2 separate regions of the Mus musculus genome follow, and region 1 is linked to region 2. The links are chromatin contacts, called in public promoter capture Hi-C maps. All regions are on one chromosome and are shown on one strand. Each heading gives the region's core, a stretch centred on a gene start, on an enhancer-like site or on the middle of the called end of the contact. The rest is flanking DNA. Distances are from core to core; before and after follow the strand shown. Region 1 overlaps Cilk1 (ciliogenesis associated kinase 1). Region 2 has its middle 25 kb from the start of Elovl5.

Region 1 (5,849 bases), core at 688-3,187, 260 kb before region 2:
GAGTTTCACCATCTAAAGTGCATACACTTTGTAACTCTTTAGGGTTCTGAGGAAGAACTTTTCTGTCCCCTTAACCTTCCCCCAACTGTCATCTCTCCAGCTACCACGAATTCTAACATTAAGCTGGCGCTTTTGTGAGAAATATCACAGATCTCCTCTCTGGCTAGAACTGGTCATTATTTGATGCTCCGAGCAGTGTAATGAATTGTTCATGAACCAAGCTGACAAAGGTGACACAACCAATGCAAAACCAGGCTTGCAGGGGGCAGGTGAGTGACGAGAGCCACCTCAGCTCTTTTGGGTACATTTCATAATTTATCAGTGTAGCCCAGGAAAGGCAGGCGGGCAGACAGGAGGAGAGCCCATTCAGAAGCCTGCCGCTTGGATTATAGGCACCTGCACTCTGCACCAACACTGAAGAAGTGACGAGGGGAAACCACTCAAACTATCTAAGACGTGGTTTTCTTACCTATAGAAGTGAAAACAAAAACATTTACTGTGTGGGGTTCTCATTAGGTTGAAATCACATAAAACAAACCATGACACGTGCAAAGTTATGAAAATGCAGGCTGCAGTTACCTGTCTGGCTCTATCCCTCTGCCGTTCTAGCTATCTGTACAGGAGGGAGCTGGGCTTGTAAGCTATGGTTACTTTTCAGCAATCCGTGCAGGCGTATCTCTCAACCACGGAATGATCCTAACTCCTACAGAACACATTTAAACACTTCTAAGGCTGACAGGTACACGGGTCTTTTCTGAACTGCCCTTTTCTTTTCTTTTCTTTTCTTTTCTTTTCTTTTCTTTTCTTTTTTTCCATTGGATATTTTCTTTATTTACATTTCAAATGTTATCCCGTCCCGGTCCCCCCCCCCCCCGAAACCCCTGAACCACTCTTTCTTTCTTGACAATTTTATGTTCATTTTCATTGCCGATCACATATGTATCACGTATTGTGACATATATGCTAATGTTCGAATCAAACACAGTTTAATCTGAACTATTTTAATTGTGTACAAGGTTCAGATTACCTTAAATTCCTCCAGTTCAGAGCAGTCAATACTATTTTTCAACCATGTTATCAGATGATAAACTTATAATTTATAGGAATATTCAGGGTTAGGTATAGATCTCCTAAGAAATGCTTTGAACAGAAAAACAACAAAACAAACAATCAATCAAACAAACAAATAGGCAAACCTGACTAGCGGTTGGTCGTTTCTTGGGATCCCACTGAAGCAAGTCTCTCAGGAGCTGAATGGCTTCGCTGCTAGCATTTGGGATTAGAGTCTTTAAGTTATTGGGTATGCACTGGGGCCAGAGGAAATTCATAGCACTTGACAGCTGGTAGCCTTCAGGCCAGTCAGTCTGCAGGAAAAGACAGGAAATGGCGCTCAGACTATTCGCTGTGACTTCTGTCAGGGGTCTTCTGTGTGCCCGTCACAGAAAGGCAACTGTGTCGTGCCTCCTGTGGCTTCACTAGAGATGCATATGATGAGGCCCGGGGCTACCCTAACACAGACTACCTCTCATGCCAACTGAGAAACACTAGAAAAGGTGGTGATTATCCGCCAGCTTAGTTTGTTTTGTAACCTTTATTGAAGCCTGTCCATCTCCGGAGGGCTGAGGATCGAAGTCCATGGCATTCTCTCTCCTGTGCTCCCTGACATATGGGTTTTAGAATCTGTTAGTATATTTTTAAGGGGAAAACAAAATAAAACGAGATAAAGCAAAAGACGGAGTCCTAACCCAGTAAGTTTGTGAAACGCCACGTGTCATCTATCACCAGCCTGACGTTGCTCACTTTCACACTGAGAAGACAGAGACACTGCTTGCTGTCTGCTCCACTCTCCACGTTTCACACACCCCATGTCCGGGGCACTGAAGGCTGGAGAGAACCATGGGAAATCTGAGCAGCTAGGCGTGAGCCTCTCCAGCTTCAACACTACTGTTTTGTGAGGCACCCTGCAATAGAATTTTGACCTCTTCCTGGAGCTAACAGTTACTATGAATACTATCCAATCAGATAGTTCCCGAGAGAATGCTTAGTGTTTGTTGAGTATCCAAAAATAATTCAATATAAATCCTTCCCTTAAAAATATCGCCGTCTTTAAAAGACAAAATATGGCATTTCTTTTAAAATATAATAATTAAAAATGTCAAAAGCCACCAGAGGGATAGATCAAAGAGGGAGAAGGTCAGAGGAAGGAGGCCAGCCAGCAGAGGATGTGGACAACGTTATCATTCAAACAACTAAAAAATAAAAAACAAAAAAGAAGGGCTGGAGAGATGGCTTAGAGGTTAAGAGTACTAAGTGCTGTTCTAGAGGTCCTGTGTTCAATTCTCAGCAACCACATGGTGGCTCACTACTATCTGTAATGAGACCAGATGTCTTCTTCTGGTATGTTTGAAGACAGTTACAGTGTACTCCTATACATAAAATAAATAATTCTTTAAAACAAAAAACGAAAGAAACTTTGTCTACTATGTATAAGGCCCTAGGTTTGAGTCATAAGCCACTCAGCCTCAAGACTGGTCCTTCAGGGACTATGATGAGACCACAGACAGAAATAGGAGCCGGAGAAAGGAAGTGTGTTTAAAGGTAAGCTCTGTGCTTCAGGTGAATTGGGCCAGAGGTGACTGAGAGAGGAGGGAAGGCACCAAATAGCTGGAACAGTTACAAAGGTGGAGTGTGTGTGTGTGGGGGGGGATAGAGAGCACCTTTGGAAGGCTCAGAACACATATGCATATGAATGGAGGTCTGTATAGGGTTAGCCAGTATAGAGAGAAAACAGAGAAGGACAAACATCATAGTTGTAAGCATAAGGAAGGGGAGAAGAGGCCTTGCTAGAGAACCTGAGCAGAGAAGAATGGTCAAGGCCTAGGACAATCTCAAGTGTGCCAGAGCTGTACAGTACTGGGGAGGGGCAGAGCAGGAAGCTGCTGGCTTTGGCCCACGAGCCTTTGTTCTGTTCATTACCTTCTTTGGTGTTCCCAACACTTGGCAAATTTTGAAAATTGTGTCAATTTCACTGGCCCCAGGGAAAAGGGGCCGGAGCGTGTACACCTCCGCCATGATGCAGCCTACCGCCCAGATGTCAATGGGGGAGCTGTAGTTGGTGGATCTCAGCAGTACCTCTGGAGCCCTGTACCTGGAAAGACAAAGTTAACAGCTAGCTATTGCTTCTACTGGTCAGAAAATAAATTCAGTAACTCTCAGTAAAAGTATGTCGTTTCCCTAAATGCAATGTGGTATGGGGGCTTATGAGGACTCGGTAGCTGTCATGGCCAATAATAAAAACTATTAGTCTTAGGGTTGCAGAGGTAGCTCACTGGGTAAGGGCGACTGCTGTTGCTGTGCAAGCAGGAGAAACCGAGTTCAAATCCCAGCACCCGAGTAAAAAGCCAGGCACAGCTTCTAGTGCCTGCAACTCCAGTACAGCGGAGCAGAGACAGGTGGGTTTCATGAGCTTGTTGGCTACCCGGCTCAGCCAAAAAGGTGAGCTGACAGTGACAGAGGAGGACACCTCTGACCACCCCCCACCCCTGTGTGAACACCATACACACATGTGCAGTGCATGAACCATATATACACATATACCCCACACATATACAAAGAAAAGAGAGGGGAGGAAGGAAGAACGAGAAAGAGAAGAAATAGGAATCCAATCAAGGCTTCTTCAACCTTTTCCATTTATGTCTCTGTTTCCCCGCAGAAATTTTTATATTTCCTCAGTAGGTATAAAAATGTAAAGATTATTAGTAACAAATCACACACTTATCTTAATCTATTCTTTAGTGTACATATAATCTTACCATTTATTAAAGAAGAAAGCAAAAATTCACCTTTGGGACTGGAAAGATGGCTCAGCAGTTAAGAGCACTGACTGCTCTTCCAGAGGTCCTGAGTTTAATTCCCAGCAACCACATGGTGGCTCACAACCATCTGTAATGGGATCAGATGTCCTCTTCTGGTGTGTCTGAAGAGAGCAACAGTGTACTCATATACATAAAATAAATATTTTTTTTTTCGAGACAGAGTTTCTCTATGTAGCGCTGGTTGTCCTGGAACAACTCACTCTGTAGACCAGGCTGGCCTTGAACTCAGAAATCCGCCTCCTTCTGCCTCCCAAGTTCTGGGATCAAAGGCGTGCGCCATCAAACCTAGTGAAAGAGTCTTACATAGCCCATGCTGGCCTCAATCTCACAATGTCACCAAGAATGACCTTGGATTTCTGATCCTCCTGTGTCCACTGCAGGGTTACAGGACAGTGGTTGATGAGATGCTGGGGGCTGAGCCCAGGGCTCTATGCATGGTGGGTAGGAAGCACTCCACTCACAGAGCCACAGTGAGTACACTGTAGCAGTCTTCAGACACACCAGAAGAGGGCGTTAGCCACATTACAGATGGTTGTGAGCCACCATGTGGTTGCTGGGAATTAAACTCAGGATCTTCGGAAGAGCAGTCAGTGCTCTTAACTGCTGAGCCATCTCTCCAGCCCCCACCTAATGATCTTTAAACAAAACTCAACTGAACATCAATTTTAAAAATCAAACATTCTAACCCAATCCAATCCAGACAGTTCCTAACTTGATACTAATTTGTTGAGGAATGATGGTAGGAAAATATTAAGCGTTTGTTTTCTACACATAAACCATTATGTTATTCTATAAGAGCAAAAAATCCATCCATATGGTGAACACACTGCAGTTACAACATGCAGTAGTCTTGAATCGAGTCTGCAGTGGTTGGGGCAGGATCATGGGCACTGTGTGTGGGAACAGCACACACCCTGAAAAGCACGCATGTCATGTGTTCAGTAGCAAAGCTGCAGCCAAGTCCCACCTGTTAACATGGGATCACAGGCAGAGATATTCCAATCCATCACACAGTTGACTTTGAATTAGGTTTTAGTTGTCCATTCAGAAACATTCCACCTTCACCACTGCCCAATGTTTCACAAGCCCATGCTCAGATACTGGGCTCCATGTGGGACTGCGGCCCATAGTCTTAAGCACCAGCCTCTACTCCCAGAGTCATCTACTAAAGTCTCTCCCTGTCCCCTTCTCCTCCTCCATGTCTACCTCCTCTGAAGCCTTTAAGAATTCTGTGTGGGTGTGTGCACACGAGGCCAGAGACCCTGGAGCCCTCTGGAGCTGGAGTGATAAACGGTTGGTTCTAAGCCACCTGAGAAGGGTGGGGAACTCAACTTGGGTTCTCCCTGAGCACAAGACATACTCTTAAGGCTCAGCCATCTCCCCGCCACACAGGAATCTTCTCTGTAGCACCTTCAGAAGCACATGGAGGTAAAAAAGAGAGGGAGCCGGGAAGGAGGCTATGGGGACACCATCCTCAGAAAACATGATGTATTTGGGGGTTGGAGAAGTGGCTCAGCCATTAAGAGCACAAGTTGCTCTTGCAGAGGAACCAGGTTCAATTCCCAGCACTTACACAAGAGTGCACAATCATCCGCAAATCTAGTGCCAGAGGCTCCGACCACTCCAGGCACCAGGCGTGCATATGGTGCATATGCACACACACACACACACACACACACACACACACACACACACACACACGTGCACGAACACACACACACACACACATACACACACACACACACACACACACGAAATAACAAGTCTAAAAACTTAAGAAATTACTAAGACTACAGAGAGCACAATGGTTTTTCTTTGAAAATTGTTTTTAACAAGCTTACACTTCACTTAATAACAAAATATCTGCAGGGTTTGAACTACTTGTTCCTTTTAGTGAGAAATTAATGTTTGTGATTAATACTGTTCTCATCATAATGTTTTAATGTTTCTGTTGTTTTGATTTCTTTTTTTTTT
Region 2 (5,626 bases), core at 954-3,453:
ACCCATTTGTTTCATAACTTCTGTTAGTTTCACTGTGTCCCTGTTTAGTTTCTGTTTTCATAATTTGTACTACCGGAGGATCCAGCAATACCTCTCCTGGGCATATATCCAGAAGATGTTCCAACTGGTAAGAAGGACACATGCTCCACTATGTTCATAGCAGCCTTATTTATAATAGCCAGAAGCTGGAAAGAACCCAGATGTCCCTCAACAGAGGAATGGATACAGAAAATGTGGTACATTTACACAATGGAGTACTACTCAGCTATTAAAAAGAATGAATTTATGAAATTCCTAGGCAAATGGATGGACCTGGAGGGCATCATCCTGAGTGAGGTAACCCAATCACAAAAGAACTCACATGATATGTACTCACTGATAAGTGGATATTAGCCCAGAAACTTAGAATGCCCAAGATACAAGATACAACTTGCAAAACACATGAAACTCAAGAAGAACAAAGACCAAAATGTGGACACTTTGCCCCTTCTTAGAATTGGGACCAAAACACCCATGGAGGGAGTTACAAAGTTTGGAGCTGAGACAAAAGGATGGACCATCTAGAGACTGCCATATCCGGGGATCCATCCCATAATCAGCTTCCAAACGCTGACACCATTGCATACACTAGCAAGATTTTGCTGAAAGGACCCTGATAGAGCTGTCTCTTGTGAGGCTATGCTGGGGTCTAGCAAACACAGAAGTGGATGCTCACAGTCAGCTATTGGATGGATCACAGGGCTCCCAATGGAGGAGCTAGAGAAAGTACCCAAGGAGCTGAAGGGGTCTGCAACCCTATAGGTGGAACAACAATATGAACTAACCAGTACCCCCCCCCCAGAGCTCGTGTTTCTAGCTGCATATGTATCAGAAGATGGCCTAGTTGGCCATCAGTGGAAAGAGAGGCCCATCGGTCTTGCAAACTTTATATGCCTCAGTACAGGGGAACGCCAGGGCCAAGAAGTGGGGGAGGGGGGGAGAGGGTATGGGGGACTTTTGGGATAGCATTGGAAATGTAAATGAAGAAAATACCTAATAAAAAATAAAAAATTAAATCACAAGGAATAGGAACATTTGCAACAGTAGCTAGTTTCTAAATGAATATACACAAATATAAACATTTACAATGTGTAATCAGAGATGATAAGCCACAAACTAGTAATGATGACAAGAAGCACACCTTTCTTTACAAAGAGGAAACTTTAAAACTGCAGAACACATTAACATATACCTGTTCTAAGCCACCATTATAGCTTTAAGCTATTCACGAGTAGCATGTGAAGAAAAATGGCAATAGAAAAATTTCAAAACCATTCAACTGATTAAAGCTTTGATAGGTGTTTATGTGTCAGAGGATTTTGAAACAGTGAAAGGTTAAGGCTGAATAGTTTTGAAAGAACAGCTTGGCAATACCCATAAACTTAAATTAACCCAATAATTACAGTCCTAAAAATTGATCCTTTAGACAATTCAGTGCAAAAACTAAATTAAGCATATAACTATTTTTTTTTCGTAAGAAAACACTTTATATATTGACTTTTTATAATTTTATGTGGCTTGCCGGCTTGTATGTCTGTGTGAGGGTATCAGATCATGGAGTCACAGACTGTTGCAAGCTGCCGTGTGGGCACCGGGACTTGAACCCAGGTCCTCTGGATGAGCAGTCAGTGCTTCCAACCACTGAGCCATCTCTCCTGACCCTTGAATTGACCAGCGTTGTTATAACCAGCATTTATTTAAAGTGTATCAAAGGTTTTCATCTTAAACACCACCCCTCCTGCTCCCTTCCACTCAACCCCCCAACACGAGGATCCTGTCTGTGTGTGTGCTGCTGTTTATCAGAACAATGATTTATGTGTCATCAGTGGTGAGAAATTAAGGCCGCTTGGGGAGCAGTGCCATAGCTCCTTCACTAGGAGGACAGGCCACTTAGAAGGTGGCTATGAGGGACTTCACCCCAGGGGTAGCACTTCTCTGAAGGATTTACAGGGAAGATATGAGTGTCTGATTCATTGCCTGGAGAGGTGTGCCATTTTATTCCAACTTTATCAGAATTTTCAAAACTTGGGGATTTTCTTCCTGGTTGCCACATTTTTTATTTCCTACAGAGCAACCTTTACTCAACAGAATTGATATAGACACTTCCGGACTGTGCCACCTGGCCCTTTGATGGCTTCTCCAGCCAAATCCTGAACTGCAGACTGTGGTGTGTCCAGTCCGAAAGCAGAAGTTGACCTCTCTGCAGACTTTAACCTGAGCACTGCTCACACTAAATGTGAGATGAATATGACAAGACAGCTTACAGCTTTCCGGAAATTCTAGTCCATGGAGGGCATGTTTAAGAATCGTCATGACAAAAAAAAAAAAAAAAGTCTGTTCTAAACAGAATTCCCTTATTCCAGTGGTTGATAGTTCTGAACACTGGGTAACATTTCTCCACAGGATCAATCAATGGAGCTTAAATATGTGATTGCAAGTAGACAAGAGAGACAGAAGCAAACATTGGCAGCCTTTCTGTTTTGACATGTGTGTGACTTTAATACGATGCGATGCGATGTTGTTAGAGAGTGTCAGTGCGCATACTCCCTTAGTCCAGCAGCTATAGGATGACAAACGAAACTTTTGTAAATTTCCAGGCAACAGAAACATTTGGACTTTTCTTTAAAAATAAATTTCTAATCCAGGGGAACAGAATGGTATCTAACTTCTCTCTCTCTCTCTCTCTCTCTCTCTCTCTCTCTCTCTCTCTCTCTCTCTCTCTTGTAGATCCCATACCCTCACTAAAATGTTCTGAGTGACCCAGCATGCAAGAACATGTAGCTGGTGCCTGTCTTCCCTGCTGCCTCAGTAAGATTGCTATTAAAATGCTTTTAACTCTATATTTTAAAAGATGTAGGCATGTTTTCATCACCCAGGGAACGTAGGCATGCTTGGTCACTTCTAGAAGCCATGACTGTTCTGATTTTACCAGGTTTCTCCCACTGCAGAACTTCACACTCTTGCAACTCATTCTCTTCCCTTGGCATAGACTTCGGGGATTCATTCCTGTTTCTGCATGCAAGAGGGAGCAAGCGGGTTGCTCCCTTCGTTACTTAATTGCATTCCACTGTCTGAGCACATCAGTTTATTTTTCCTGCTCTATTGATGGGCACCTGGGTTGTTTCCAGCTTTGGGGCTATTAGGAATAAAACTGCTATAAGCTTTCTTACACAAGGCTTTTTGTGGGCGAATGTTTTCATTTATTTTGTATAAACACTAAAATTGGTATTACTGAGTCATACAACAGATGTGTGCTTAACTCTTTAAGAAATGGCTAGCTTGCCAAAGTGGTTAAACCATTCTGTATTCTTACCAGCATGGATGAAAAGTTCTGTCTGCTTCATATTCTTGCTAACCTTGGGTGGTGTCTTAGAGTTTTACTGCTGTGAACAGACACCATGACCAAGGCAACTCTTATAAGGACAACATTTAACCTTGGCTGACTTACAGGTTCAGAGGTTCAGTCCATTATCGTAAAGTCAGGAACATGGCAGCATCCAGTCAGCCATGATATAGGAAGAGCTGAGAGTTCTACATCATCTTCCAAAGGCAAACAGGAGAAGACTGGCTTCTATCGACCTAGGATGAGGGTCTTAAAGCCTATGCCCAAAATGACACCTTCCTCTAGTAAGGCCACATCTATTCCAACAAGGCCACACCTCCTAATAGTGCCCCTCCCTGGGCCAAGCATATTCAAACCATCATAGGTGGATATCAGTCATTTAAACTTTAACTATATGAATTTCCAGCAATATTATAGTTTTAATTTTCACTTCTCTAACAACTAAAGATGTATTTATTGGATATCACTGTATTCAAATGTGTTTAGTGGACATTAATGTAATTTCTTGTGAAGTTTCTGTTTACTTCTTATTTTCAAAAATTGATAAGGGGGACCTCAAAAAACTAAAGAGCTTCAGTACAGCTAAGGAAAGAATCAGTTGAGTACTGAGGACAGCCACAGAGTGGTGGAGAATCTTTGCCTCTGACAGGAGACTAACATCCACAGTATATAAAGAACTCAAAAAAAAAAAAAAGAATTAAGAAATAAGTGGTCTTATTTAAATATTGGCTATAGATATGAACACAGAATTTTCCAAAGACAAAATACAAATGGCTAAGAATTACCTAAAAAATGTCCATCATCCTTAGCAACTAGGGAAGTGGAAGATGAGGCAACCTTGACAACAAATGCTGACAGGGACTGGGCAGGGGGCGGGGGCGGGCAGGGAATTCTCATTCGCCGCTGTTAGGAATACGCGCTGGGGCAGCCATTCTGGAAATCTGTGTGGAAAGTTCTCAAAATGCTAAAAGTAAATCTCCCATATGACCCTTCTGTACCATCTCTAAAGGACTTGACATCCCACACCACAGAAAGCACGGCTCAGCCATGTTCATCGCTGTTGTATTCTCAGTAACTAGCTGGCTAAATGTTCTCCCACAGATTAGTGGAGAATGAAAGTGTGCTCCATACAGGCAAGAACTGAGGACATAAAATTTGCAGGGAAATTATTGGATCTAGAAAAGATTACACTGGGAGAGGTAACCCAGAGCCAAGAGACAAATGTGTTCTCTATCTCTGATTCATAGTTCCAAATCTTCAGGCACAAGTACATAGTTTAAAGTGACCAAGGAGAATAGGGACATAGAAAGGCTATTATTGAGAGGCACTAGAGAAGAAATAGGATAGAGGTGATGTGAAGACAGAAATGGGGGAAAACCAGGGGAGGGTCTTGACTTGAGAAGGGCGAAGGGAAGTCAATAGTGAGGAGAGGGCAGAGGGAATAAATAACACTAAGGATGTTTGAAAAGTCCATAGGGAATCACGTTATATTCATCTAAAACTGTGTATGATGCATATATGTGCACCCAAATGTATATATTTTAGATGAAGCTATGCTAATTGTGGTGAAAATGCTTCCTCCAAGATTCATGGACCAGTCAACAAAACACTTGGTGCCAGGTATAAGAAGGCTACTTTCAAGTTGTTGGTCAGGGGAATCCAAGAGACTCCTAAGCCAGTATAGACTATTGTTATTGCTCTTGACTGCCTCCCAGAAGTTGAACTTAGGTCCTTATTGTTGTAGACACTATATATTTTGGACATCGGACTTAGAAGAATTGAGCTGGATCTGACCTGAGAGACTCTTCCCTGAGGACTAGCTTTCATAGTGCTGGACAGTGCCACACGCACTGCCAAAGGAGGAAAGCCACTGATAGCCTATCCATCGGTGACACCTATGAACCATGACAATGACCAGCATGGAAAGATAGTCCTAAGTTTGTAATAGTGGTGTTTGTATCTCGGCAGTAATGAACAGCTGTCCAACTGGCTTTTTAAGGCCCATTCGAGTGGAGGGAAGTCATTCCTAGTACTGAATACTTAGCCAACTACACATAGCTAGTGGGGTCATGGATCTTAGAGGAGAAACTAATGCTGTCATTTTGCTAAGCCAGTGTAATTTCTAACTTCATGCTAACTACGTATCACTATACCCACAGATAAGTGTAGCCTTCACCCCTTTTCAAAGAAGTGTCTCTTTGCAGCAGGCAGAAACCGTTACAGAGAACTAGTGGTCAAAACCCA

The links. Capture Hi-C pulls out chosen DNA fragments and counts their contacts.
Region 1: a promoter capture Hi-C map of liver shows a contact between it and region 2. The contact joins two enhancer-like sites. A contact is called at or near these places in 1 of 115 datasets of contacts at active chromatin or transcription factors (pancreatic cancer cells) and 1 of 9 other capture datasets (liver).

The regions. Positions count from the first base shown.
Region 1 is chr9:78,150,864-78,156,712 of GRCm38.p6, reverse strand. Cilk1 (ciliogenesis associated kinase 1) reads right to left here. Exons shown (of 14, transcript NM_019987.2): 7 at 2,977-3,148; 8 at 1,197-1,364. Among named protein-coding and RNA genes, the nearest start is that of Rn7sk, 22 kb to the left of the region's middle. Within about 2 kb of position 1,937, at least 8 of the 459 cell types and tissues checked have an H3K27ac peak or open chromatin away from gene starts, as enhancers often do. A contact at or near this core is called in liver, where this site is marked.
Region 2 is chr9:77,889,213-77,894,838 of GRCm38.p6, reverse strand. No RefSeq gene overlaps it. Among named protein-coding and RNA genes, the nearest start is that of Elovl5, 25 kb to the left of the region's middle. Within about 2 kb of position 2,203, at least 5 of the 459 cell types and tissues checked have an H3K27ac peak or open chromatin away from gene starts, as enhancers often do. A contact at or near this core is called in liver, where this site is marked.